Regions from separate parts of the Mus musculus genome. Here region 1 is linked to region 2. A link is a contact called in public Hi-C data. All regions are on one chromosome and are shown on one strand. The core of a region is the stretch at or near the end of the contact, and the rest is flanking DNA. Distances in the headings are between cores, read along the strand shown.

Evidence for each region. A called contact is a pair of places that touch in the nucleus more often than the background predicts.
Region 1: a Hi-C map of cortical neurons shows a contact between it and region 2, with 2.4 times the contacts expected there. The contact joins the promoter of 4930568G15Rik here to the enhancer-like site in region 2. A contact is called at or near these places in 1 of 39 promoter capture datasets (the SN4741 cell line) and 2 of 484 Hi-C or Micro-C datasets (cerebral cortex and cortical neurons).

The regions. Positions count from the first base shown.
Region 1 is chr1:165,087,628-165,094,127 of GRCm38.p6, reverse strand. 4930568G15Rik (RIKEN cDNA 4930568G15 gene) reads left to right here and starts at 2,198. Exons shown (of 5, transcript NR_040480.1): 1 at 2,198-2,242.
Region 2 is chr1:164,680,044-164,686,903 of GRCm38.p6, reverse strand. No RefSeq gene overlaps it. Among named protein-coding and RNA genes, the nearest start is that of Dpt, 110 kb to the left of the region's middle. Within about 2 kb of position 5,128, at least 25 of the 459 cell types and tissues checked have an H3K27ac peak or open chromatin away from gene starts, as enhancers often do. A contact at or near this core is called in cerebral cortex and cortical neurons, where this site is marked.

The DNA of each region.
Region 1 (6,500 bases), core at 949-3,448, 410 kb before region 2:
TCTACATCCCTCTGACATGATGCACTTACCACAGGCCCAGAAACATAGCCATGCACTGCAATGTCAAATGCTGTGGGCCAAAATAAATCTTATTTCCCAAAAATCAATTTCTCAGGGAGTTTTCCCACACTGACAAGTCATGTCTAATATGCCCTTTGAGCAGAAGCTAGTGTTAGCCCATGGCCAGCATTCCCACATTCAATGGCACAAGATCAAGGGAGAAGCTGAAGTGTAACCTGCTTTCCTCATACCAACCTGCTGTGGTCGTCTGGAGGAAAGACAGCACCAACACCACTAGTACATTTCTTTTAAGATGCATTTTATTTTAAATTATGCGTGTAATTGTCTGTGTAGGTATGTGAATGTTTGAGTGCAGATACCTATGGAGTCCAGAAGAGGGTGTGCAACCCCCTGGAGTTGTAGTTCCAGGTAGTTGGGAGCTGCCCAGCATGTGTGCTGGGAACCAAGCTCAGGCTATCCACAAGAGCAGTACATGCTCTTAACCACTAGGCCACCTCTCCATCCAATCCCAGTTGTGACAGGGTTTCTCTGTGTAGCCCTGGCTGTCCTGGAACTCGCTCTGTAGACCAGGCTGGCCTTGAACTCAGAGATCCCAAGTGCTGGGATTAAAGGCATGTGCCACCACGCCTGGCCTGACACGCTTTACTGTGTCTTATTATTTTGCTCTAGTTTGAGCAAGTTTTGTGTTCAGATTTGGACCCAGGTGTGCTGTCCTTAAGAACCCAAAGTCCTCAATGGCATACATAGTCTCATTGGCCTATCCTTGTTGGCTATAAGGCTGTCTGGGTTAATGCCCCCTGCTATAACAGAGAAGTGACATTCCAGCTCCCCAGCACAAATGATGTTTAGTTTGGTTCACAAAACAGTGAAGGACCACGTTCAACACAGTGACACAGGAACCTAAAACTCCTGCTTTCACTTCTGCCATCATAGGAAAGAGAAGGGGGGAGAAAGGACAGAGATAGCCTCATTCTGGTCTGTAAAGGAACCACTCAGTTCTGAGTCCTTTTGTAGAGACCAGCCATATGGGGGTAGGTGCTAGGAACTGTGGTTTGAATATGGGTCCTTTCCCTTAAAGGTCCACGCATTAAAGGCATGGTACCTGGGGTGGTGCTATTTGTAGGTGCTGTAGACTTCTAGGGCTAGGTCCTTAGGTCTCTGGGAGATTGTGGTTCTCTTCCTACTTTCTAGAGATGGAATGTAGGTAATGGGTTTAGCTGAGAGATCGCCTCCTCTAAAACTGGTTCATATGATAGATAGGAACACCCATTAAGCTACTTTTGGAACCTAAATCTCTTGTTTTTCTCGTCTTCCACAGGGTCTGAGAAGAGAACCACGTCAGTATTACTTTTTTTTTTTTTTTAAAAGAAAATCCAACTCACTTCCGGGTTTGAAAACCTACCCGTCCCTGGGACAACCCCCCCCCCCCCCCCGCCCAAAAAAAAAGCCTGCCTCTCACTCGGTTCCCTGATGTTTCTCACCGAGGCAGAGGCAGCTGCCCTCTGTCTTTCCCAATAAATACCTTGTGTGTGTTCTTGTCATGCGACATTGGACAAGGGGGGAGGTTCTTATGAGAAACACATTCTTAGGTTGCTTTGTAGTTGTGTGGAAAACCAAGAGCACTGGCGTTAACATGGCTACAATGTCATTAGGAGCCACCGGTTATATTTTGCTCATTGGTGACTGAGGTGTCTGTTTTGTGGCATGTGACTGGAGCAAGACTGTGTTTAGACATTATGTTAAGCATAAGGTGGGAATGGGCGAGAAGAGGATTTCATTTATCTTTGGTTAAATTTGCCCATTGGTGCTTTGGGGGTGAGCATAAGCTATCCCTTAGTGTCCCTTCCTTTCCTCTTTCTTGGAATCCCAAAGCAAAGTCGCAGATAAATGGGCACAGAGACATTCAGGACTCCTTCCTCACTTCCCTCTTAAGAGGTCGCAGATGATTTTGGCCAGAGGGTGGCCAGGACTCCAAGGTAAGTGTAATAAAGACTGCGCCCTCTCTTCCGCCTTTGGGTGAGAAGGGTGGGGGTGGGAAGACCGCTCACAGGGAGCTCAGCAACTCAGGGAATCAAAAAACCTGAAAGCCAGGGGAGGAGCTGAGCAGGGGCGGGGTGGGGGCTGTGTTGGTGAAGGCAGCAGCTTCCTTGCGGAGGTGTCCTCCCTCAGTGACGTCAGAGGCGGCTGCCGTTGCCCTGGTAACTTCACCTGATCCGGGGCGGTGAGTGTATGTGCTGATTTCAAGGCTCTCTCCTTTAATGAGGAAGAGCTAAAAATGAATCTCACTATCCCATAAAAAGCATGGTAATCAAAGGCGTTACTACCCGGTACTAGGCGTGTGTGGGTGAAGACAGCCGGGGGCGGGGGAGGGTGGATGATGCTGGAAGGACCTGAAGGACATGTAGGGGACCAGATTTCCTTCATAGAATCAGTTAATGAAAAAGGGAAGCGTGGGTTCATCTTCTAACAGAGTTCTTCATTTCCACCGTTTCTCAGGAAGTTTCCTGTTGAGCCATGTTGTGTATTATCCTGGAGTCCTGCTCTAGAGCCAATTGCTCTGGAACTATTACAGAGCTGAAAATCATGAGAAGCCAGTGCAGTGGAGACCCCGGAAATTCATCCTCACATCATAGGGCTTCTCATCTATTCCCCTTAAATGAGTGTGCACTCCCTAGTCTCTAGATGCAGAAAAGGTCGAGTTTATGATTTTTATACATGAGAGGCATGCATTGGCACCACAGACTGTCCCACCACATGGATAGGAAGCTCCGCATCCTTCTGGCTGTGAGATCTTGGCCCAGCTAACTGCCATGTCCGAACTTGAGGGGCTTTTCAAAATTTGAAGTCCGCTCCACAGAACTTTAAGGAAATACTGACCCGATGCATGCAGTGTGCTTAGCACATGATAGGTACTCAAACTCATGGAAGCTATTTTTTTTCCCCATTTGGAACAATTCTTAAAATGTACCTGGTCTGTTGCAGATATTAGCATACACTAAGGCTTTAAACAAATTAGGAAAAAATAGTGTTTTCCGTTGGCAGAGAAAATGACAGAGGGTTTTCCCTTGATCCTAATGTGACCCTGTGCGGGCTCTCAGGAGTGCACGGCCTTCTCATGGGCATACAGCAGGCCTGGATCTGACCCCTTTAGAAGGCTCCAAAAAGACTATCTCAGAGTCCAGTGCTTTGAAATGCCTAGGTCTTTGAACTAAAACAGTTACAGAGTCTGTCTCCCTGACCCCATGTTCCAGGAGAGGTGAAGGGCTTGCCTTTCATCTGTCCTCTTAGCAGTATAGTAGGTGTGCACCCTTGACCCCAACAGTCTCCCCAAGAAGGAAGATCAGTTTGCAATGGAAACTGGAAGAGACCATACCCAAAGCCCAAACAAACTATCCCCAGGCATGTGCCTTTTTTTGGTTCACTGATGCCCTTTAAAACTCATTTAGCAGTGGCTGAGGAGATGGCTCAGTTGGTAAAGCACTTGCTATGCAAGGATAAGACCTGAGTTCTGATCCCAGCATCCATGTAAAAGCTGGAGCCTGCAGTGTGCCTGTGACCCCAGTGTTAGGGAGACAGAATCTCTGGGACTCTCTGGCTAACTAGGCTAGCTAAATGGCCATGTTTCAGGTTCAGTGAATGACTGTCTCAAAACACCAAGTGCAGAGTGATTGAGAAAGAGCCTGATGTCCCCACCTCTGGTCTCCATATGCACATACACAAGAACTCATGCATATGAACACACACACACACACACACACACACACACACACACACTGTAAGAGACAGGGTTTGAAATTCCCATAGCTGTGACTATGGGAGCCAGGTGAAAGTTCAGTATGTGGCTCCATCTTCTGTCACAGGCCTGCCATCTGCCAACACCTATGATTTGTAAGTTTCAGGTGGTAATTCCAGCCTGCTTTTCTTGTCTGTTTGTTGTTACTAATGTGATTACTTCTCGTGATGTGGTCCTTGTTGAGCTGTGGGCTTATTGAGAGTGATGGAGAACTTGTAAGACTTTGCTGTCATTTCTGAAGCCCATGGGGGCTGCTCAGTGCTGGCTCACTGGGGCTGTTTTCTGTAGTGGAATGCATCAAGAAGAACATTAGAGTAATTTCCTTAATAATAATTTCATGAACTATGATAAAGATGACTCTTTTCAGGGGGTTTATGTCCTAGTGGGCGAAGTGGAAAAAACACCAAGTGTCATATGATCTTGTATGTGCCTAGCTATCTTTGAACGGTGGGTATTCTATATACAAACTCTGGAAGAGACAAAGATTGTCTCTGGGGACTTTGTCTTGTTTCTGTCAGGTGTTAACTGATGACATATCACCTTACTCTTGTTGAGCGTGAGATGATTCAGAGCTATTTTTAGGACTTGTGGGAAGCTGTGTAGCTCTTACTCACTTTTTTTTCTAATTGGAGACAGGCCTTCATTTTTCCCCCTTCCAAACAATGGCTTTCCAAAGATGTCTGCCATGTTTTGATGTCCAGAATGTCCCCTCCCTACATCCCAGGAGCTAAGGACTAGTTAGGCAAGCCCTCTGCCACTGAGCTAAATCTCCAACCCCTGATGTCCAGATTGTGAATGTCTTAGGTTACACGGCGAAGGGGCGCTGAAACTACAGATGGAGTTAAAGTTACGAATCTGCTGATCCTAGATTGGAAAGTGACAGTGGGTTTTCCGGGTTGTTCTAGTCTAATCACAGGGCTCTTCCAAGTGGCTGAAGGAGGCAGGAGTGGAGAGGCTTTCAACCTGCTACTGCTGGCTTTGAAGACAGAAAAAGTGTACTACACAGGCAATGCCGGCACCTGTTTCTGAAAAAGGCACCCAAGGAGCCCCCAGAAGACAGAAGCCCTGCAGTCTTTCTGGTTTACTCATGTCAGACTTCTAACCTACAGACAGTGTGACAGTAAAGAAGTGTGTTCTTAGCCATTAGATTAGTGGTGACTTGTTGCTACAGGAGACTAATGCAAGGGACTCTTTCCTTTTATTGAAAATAATTGTTTTTATGCAATATACTCTTATTACTGTTTCCCCTCCCCCTACTCTTTCCAGTGTCTCCCCAACCACCTCCTCTCTGGATCTATAGCCTTCCTGTTTCTCTTTAGAAAATGAATAGGTATCTAAGGCATAATAATGCAATAAAATATAATAAATAAGATAAATAAAAACAAACAAATTAGATTTTGACAAAACAACCATTCAAGAAATCTAGCCAAAGAAAAAGCAGGTGGAGCACACAGAGACAACAAGACACACGCGAGTGCACACACTGGAGTCCCAAAACCCCAAACCAGAAGTCATAATAGAAACTCAAAGGATCTGTAAGGTGGGGGAAAAAAAGTGCCTGACTTAACAAAGAACTTCCCAAGATGCCATCTGGTTAAATTTGTGTTGGCTACCTACTGCTGGGCCATGGGGCATATCCTTAAGAATTGTTTGTTGCCCCGGTGGGGCTCTCTTGGAGAAAACTAAGTTTTTATTTGCAAGTGGCTATAAATTGGAGCTAGTTTCTGGGTTAAGGATGGGGCACATATCTGCCTCTCTTTAAGTTCTAGGATAGCATCTAGTGTAGACCTGTGCAGGCCCTATGCTACCTCAGTCTCTGTGAGTTTATATGTGCACAAGCCCATATGGTGTGTCTAGAAGGCCTTGATTCCTTGATGTCTCCCATGCCCTCTGCCTCTTAAATTCTTTCTGCTTCCTCTTCTGCAGAGTTCCCTGAGCCCTGAGGTAAGGGATCTGATAGAGACATCCCTTTAAGGGTTGAATGTTCCAAGGTCTCTTACTCCATGCAGAATATCTGGCTGTGGGTCTCTATTTTGTTCCCATTTACTGGAGGAAGAAACTTCTCTGGTGATTGCTGAGCAAGGCATGGATCTATGAGTATAGCAGAATGTTGTTAGGGGTCATTTTATTGCTACATCCCTTTAGCGGGTTTTCTCTTTGGTCCTTGGCTATCAAGGCTCGGGTTCTTGGCCACCCAAACAGCGTTGGGTATGGGGTCTATTTTGGGGAGTGGGCCTTAAATCTAATTAGATATTTGGTTGGTCACTCCTATAAGCTTTGTGCTACTGTTGTATCACCATGTCTTTCGGGCAGGCCACTCTTATAGATAGAAAGTTTTGTGGCTAGGTAGTGTTTACCTTTCTCCTTTGGTAGAGTACTGTCTATTACTATGAACACTAGACCACAGGGATGAAGCCTCTAGGTAGGCACCAACCTGACTTCTCCATGTTTAATGAGCTGTACAGGTATTGTCTTCAGCAATGGGGGCTTGCAATCAGTTTGTGGAGAACTGCTAGTAGATTTGGCAATAACCTGGGTTGTTTGGGAGTTCCCATGGGACCTCCTTGTCCATGAACTTGGTTGGATGTTGTATTAGTCAGGGTTCTCTAGAGTCACAGAACTTATGGATAGTCTCTAGATAGTAAAGGAATTTATTGATGACTTACAGTCGGCAGCCCAATTCCTT
Region 2 (6,860 bases), core at 3,879-6,378:
AACCTAACTCTGTGTAAGTGTAGAAGTTACACTTCAGAGGAGACATGGGTGATTTTCTCAAGATACAAGCCAAGGTTATTTGTATTCGGATACAGCGAATTGCAAGTTTCCCCTTAAAGATCTATCTACCACTCTTGTATGTTGGCCTAATGCTCCTCTCCTGATCTATGTGTCCTGGTTAGTTTATGACATTTGAGGAGAGAGAACATCAGTTGCAATAATGCCACCACCACATTGACCTGTGAGCAAATTTGTGGAGAATTTTATTGATTGATGATTTCTGTGGGAGGACCCAGTCCTTTGTGGGCACTGTCACCCCTGGGCAGTTGGCCCTGGGATATATAAGAAGGCAGGCTAGGAGGCACTTCCCCAAGGATTCTGCTTCTGTTACTGCAGATAGTTCCTGCCCTGATTTCTGTCAGTGACAAAGTATGATACGAGAGCTTATGAAAACCAAACCAAAACAAACAAAAGGAAAAACTTTCCTCCCCAACTTGCTTTTGGTCTTGGTCTTTTTCTCACAGTAATGGGAAGCCCTTAATAAGACAATGCCCAGCCACTTTACTGTACCTGTTTCCCTGAGGCCAGCAACCTGCAAGCTACATTTCTTAGAATCCCAACCAGCACGGTTCAGAGTTAGACCCCAACCATAAAAACTGGGGGCTGAAAAAGCAGGAGAGAAACAAAAGGATTACAGCTCCTGCAGCAGCAATGGGCCATGGTGTGAACAGGGTGGGCCTAGTCAGTGGGTAGTGTGACGTTGGTCAGTGGCTTCCAGGTGCCCATCAGTGAATTGTGCCATCTGCTGCAGCAGCAGCCAAGGAGGTCAGTGATGTTGTCCTGCAGCTCTTTAAATTTCCTGATTTCTGGACAACCACTGGTAGCTTGCCCTCGCCTCTTTCTGAGCCTATATTGTAACTTCCCTATTAAGTCTTTTCCTGCTTCAAATACTCCCATTTGACCTCAGAGTTTTGATAATACCCTGATGCCATTTCTTCCTCTGCATTTTCTCTGAATGTCAATGACATTCTTGGCTTTCAGAGACCATGAATAGAGTATAGAGCAGGACTGGGGTGATAGGGAATTTTTACCAACAGGTTATTCAGGAAAAAAAAAGTCTTGATCTTTCCAGCTAAAGAAGGCAAGCTTCATGGTGTAGTTCATGGTGTAGTGTAGTAATTAGTTTTCTATTGCTGAGATCAAACACTATGACCAAAGCAGCTTATATTAAATTATTGTCATTAGATCCACAGGGATGGGTCCACTATCATCATAGCCAGGTAGTGTGGTAGTAGACCGGCATAGTGATTAAAACAGGAAGCTAAGAGACGAGGAGTTACATCCCACAAACCAAAGAAGAAGCAGGGAGAGAAAATTCAGAATGTTCAAGTCTTTAAGCTCTCAAAACTGCCCCCTCTGTGACCATACTTCCACTAGCAAACCCATACCTACCTAAATAGGGTCAGCACCTGGAGACCAAATATTCATATGTACAAGACCTATGGGAGATACCTCATCCAAACCACATCTCCTTTCAACAAGATCCAGGTAATGCTACAGAAGAGCATGATTCAAACTTCAGTGAACTGATTCCTTAAGCCTGAGCTTGCCAGTGATACAGAAATGGCAGCATGTCACTGCAAGAAAACAGGCGAGACTTTAGGAAGTGTTTGGTGTGACATGACCCCTTTTGATAGTCTTGAAAACCCCTTTTTCTCAAAAAAAAAATTAAGTATATAAAATAAAATATTATAATAGAAGACAATTATATTCAAGTGTAATTTCCAACATAAAAACAACTGCTTAGGAGTTTTTGTGTATGTGTGTGTATCTGTGTGTGTGCATGTGTGTGTATATATGTTTGTGTGTGTGTGTGTCTATGTTTGTGTGTGTCTGTAAGTATGTTTCTGTGTGTGTCTGTCTGTCTATGTGTGCATGTGTCTATGTGTCTGTAAGTATGATTCTGTGTATGTCTGTCTGTGTATTTTCTATATACCTGATGATTCCCATAGTTTCAACATAATGATAAAAAGGCACAAACATTTTAAATAACTCTTACAATGGTAATGGAATAAGGCTCAGAGTAGTTACAAAGTGACCATCAGAATTTTGTTATCTGTATTTATAGAGAAGGATAATAATGAATCTTCATTTGAGATTAGCAAAAATAACATTGTGAATTTTTTTTCACCCGAGTTCACACAGCCAGTGTTAAGAATTTCTCATTTAAATGTGTGGGAGGTCGTTTCTTACACTCCAATGTACTTGGGAAAAAACCTAGATGCTAGAATAAGCTCTAGAGTCTTGGATACCAAAATAGAGAGATGTTTGCAGTCTACAGTCTATAATGTGTGCATGCAGTGTTCTTGGGATAAAAAAAAAAATCAAAAGAATACTCAGACATGGTCAAGAAATTTTCTAGAAAGTAGAGAAAGGTCAAAATATTCAACAGAAAGTTGTTTTCTTCAGCACTAGCACTGTCTGCGGGTGAGCTGGACACAAGAAAGATGGCATCTCTTTATTGAAGGACCAGATAAGGTTGTCGTTGTCTGTGAATTCACTTCCTCACTTACGGAGGAAGAGGCAGCAACCCCCATCTCCTTCTCTGGAATACTCCTTGTTGAGATCTTCCAAAATATTGGAGCAAATTAAACAGAATAAAATCATTTCTTATTCTCCTTTTTGAAAAATATCACAATATCTGGTGTAAAGATTAATCCTATCTCCCCCAACCTTGGAGAATATGGCCATGGTTGGGAGTCCATACAAGGAGAGAAATGTCAATTTCACTCACATGCGCTGAATTACATGCTAGAAAATTCAGTTCTTTTGAACAACAGAAAAACGCTTTTATATTTAAGCAAGCATTTGTTCTTGGGAAACAAAATGTTCAGCTCTAGTGGTTGCCACAGCAACTGCTTGGGCTAAAAATACCAGATATTCCATAAGCAGAAAAAGTATGTAGTGAGCAAGGAAGAGGAAAGAAAATGGGAAATCTCCCAGAGGAAGGTCAATGACAGAATCCAGACTCCAAAGACCAGGGAGAGCATGTATCTTGGGGACTGCTTCTTCCCATGGGGCAATATGTTTGATAGAAACCTACCGCCTCTGCACCCTTCTTTTCTATCTGCCCACAACTTTCTCTTCCCTCAGAATCACATATACTAAGTATGAGTGGTCCACCTCTCCAAAAGCATCCTTGTCAACAGTAAGGGCATATCGAGCAAGGGTAGGTAGCATTTGCAGGAGGATCATCAAAGATAAAAACCTCTTCCCATTGTTCCTGCTTTTGAGTTGTCTGGTTTTTTTAAGGAATCCTTCCAGTGAAAGAACTGTTTAGGGGCTGGGGTGACAGTAATGTGCTTATCTACCAACCAAGACTAAGTACCTGAGTTTCCTTCCCTAGAACTCACATGAAAGAAAGAGGGGGAAGCCTGACAGGGTGGCTTACGCTTCTAATCCCAGTGCTAGTGGGGAGGCAGAGACAGGCAGATGCCTGTTAGTACTTGCCAACAAGCCAGCCTGACCTGTTTGGTGAACTCAAGGCCAATGAGAGTCTTTGCCTCACAAAACAAATTCGAATTAACTGAGGAACTACCATGAAGGTTGTCCTCCAGCTTCCACATGCATATGCACAGACAGACAGACAGATAGACAGACAGATAGACAGACAGACAGACAGACAGACAGGCACACACACACACACACACACACACACACACACACACGTACTTGTACACATGTTTAATAAGAGAGAGGTCAAACAATCCATTTTTTCTCTTGCTCCAGTGTCTGATAAGCTTTGGCCAATGTTGTTCCTTCACTTGGAGATAAGTGTCTGCCCTCTTCAGTCTACTTAGCTCCTCGTTGATGCCCATTGGCAGGGTCCCCGGCTTGTTGCAGTTTCTCTTCTTAGGTCTGTTCTTTCTTGGAAACACCCCTTCTAAGAGAACTGGCACCACAGATTTCCTACATGGGCATTTATTAGTCTCACTTGCAGGCTCCTGGGATCTAGAGCTTTGCAATAAATCTCTATTCTATTCCCCATGTGCCCAGCACGGTGCCCAAACCACATTTGTTGACAAAATCTGTTCTACTCCCAAGGGGGGAAAGAGGAAGGCTGAGTGATAGGAAATATTGGATCCTGTGGTCAGTGTACAGGTCAGGGTACTAGTTATAGTTTTGTATGACTTCCTCCATACAAGAGTGCCAAGCCCAGTACAAAACCCTCAAGCCCACACGAATGTCATTCTGTTCCCAGTGCTTTGGTCTAAAGTTAGGCAGCATGCTAGAAATGACGTAATAGTCATATCCTATTCAAATACACTGAGGACTTTCAACAATGACTCTATATTCCAGGAAAAACATTAATAGGATTTGGAACCAGAAGAGCGGGTCTCAGTTTCTCGCCCACACTGTCTTTCCTAGACAAGAGGTAATAGACAACGGACCCGTGCTTAGATACCTAACTTCTTCACTTGTACAAACAGGGTATTCAGATCACATTAGCTGGCAGAATTAGTGTGTTTTGGAAAATACATTCTGTTGTACAAACCGTAGACAACACCATGAGTTAATTCTTTCTACTAAATAAATCCCCAAATGCCTTCCCTTTAATCTCCTAAACCTATTTTCATTCCCATTTCCCTAGGTTAAGGCAAGGTCTCTAAATTCTCTTAACTCCAATTAAATTAAGGGAGCCAATTTTCACAACCGATTTCATCTTAGGTTTTGTTCCTGCTGCTATGCATGATTTCTTTGCAACTCAACGTTTACTATTCCCATCATAGTATATGTAATGTATGATATAATGGCATTTTAGATTTGCATAGCAAATTTGCATAGCAGCTATAGTATATAAACCCCTCTCTCCTTACCAGAAGCAGCAAGTCCCACCTGTCCCATCAGTCACTACCTGAAATGTGAAACTCCAGGCAGGCTGCTGCTGAAACTGAAAAGAATTGGACATTGAAGTAATATACTATGAAGACAACGTGTGGTATCCAACAGCTCCTCCTACTTCCTCCCCATGTTCTTGGCAACAGCCAAGAAACATGTTCCCAGGCAGCAAGATGAAGCTGCCTCCAAAAGGTTACCCTAGAACAGTGTCTGCCTCTCAGGATCGGGCATGTCACGTCCGCATTCTACAGTGATGTGAGTTTTGGCACAGCACAGAAGAGGCTTCTGAGAGGAAGGAAATGGTGCCCTGGTGTTCAGCAGCCTCTGGGGTGCTACTTGGCACGCTCTTCAGAAGTCAATCTCTCCTAGAAGATTCTTTAACTCCCTCAGGTCACAGTGAACTTGTGCATAATGCTTTGATCCTTATTATCTTTTTAGAAAAGGGAGGCCACCATGCTTAACACACTGGCATTTTCTTGTGCCTATAGAATATGCATGATTGTGTTCAATGAGCAGGCACAACGAATATACTTAAAGCCATCTATACAAATAGCCTGCAACAGCTCAAATCTGTTTCCAAGAGTCTAATTCACACCTAGATCTTTAGGAGAATTTGAATTTCATATTGTTCGAGTATCTAGCCCATTCCAATCTCATCCTACCTCAGGAATATTAATAACTCAGGTACTTGTTTGCTAGATCTATGTATGATAACAATTGTATCTTCACTTACTTTCTAGATTATTTATAAGCATTTACTGTGGGTGACCATCATCCAGAAAGTCTTCTACTGGGAATGACATTGTCATCAGTGTTCAACTCTAGATGGTAATTGATGGAAAGTGGGAAGGAAATGGGTCCAACAGATGTTAAGAAGTCCATTAGTCTGTGCATTTGTGGTAAGCCTTTGTGTTCCAGAGTCAGCCTAGACGCTGTACCTCAGCCTTGCCATTTTCTGGCTTTATGATTTTGAGAAACATAAAATCTCTGAACATTAATGTATTCATCTGTACAATGAGAGTGACACAGGTGCTCCCCTCATTACTAAGAGACCTAAGATTCAGTCAATGCTTGACTGATCCAAAGAAGAACTTAGAAAATACCACAGAGGGTATTCAATGGACAGGGGTGGGGGGTGTAACCTTTGTCGTGTCACTTACCCATTAAACATGTGCTTGCAAAGTGTCAGGCATTGAATTCAATAAGAAGACATTAAAATATAAATAATCTCCAGTTTCAGGCCTCTGGATATCTTAGTATTTAGAGTGGTCAGTGAGGAGGTGAGGACCTAAAGAGGCCAGTGCAACACAGCAATGGTCCAGCAGATAATGTGGGCACAGCACCATCTGTGGCCACAGAGGAGTTTCCTTGACAAGTTGAAGTCTAAGATACTTAGGAAGAGGGATGTCAGAACTGGATGACAAGGAGGGTATAGTAGAGGTATGTTGGGAAATGTGACAGACAGGCATGTATCACAAACATGGAGAATTTAAAGTATTTGTACAACTGCAGTTATGATATCAGTGGCAGGAAAGAAGAAAGGCTGCATGTTCTATCATGATAGCATATTCTAAGGTCGTTGAATTTTCAAAAAGCTGCTAATACTCCAAATTTCTCTTAGTCATAAGACCATATTGTAAGTCTCTATGGTAACCACTGAAAGAATATTTAAAAGTGAATAATGAAGGAAAGTTACAAATAATAAAGATGTTTATTAACAAAAAAACAAGGAATAATAAAAATAAGCAAATAAGCATTTAAAATAGAAAAATGCATGTATTAAGATGAGAAATTGTACCCGTTACACTAAATGTGCATAGATTAATACGTGAATTAAAAAATAAAATGTATCACAAGGGATGGAAGAAGCATACACTACACTCTTTATAAAATGCATGTTTTAAATATAAAAACCTAGAGAGACTAAAAGTGAATGGATGAAAAATAATGTGACTTGGAAT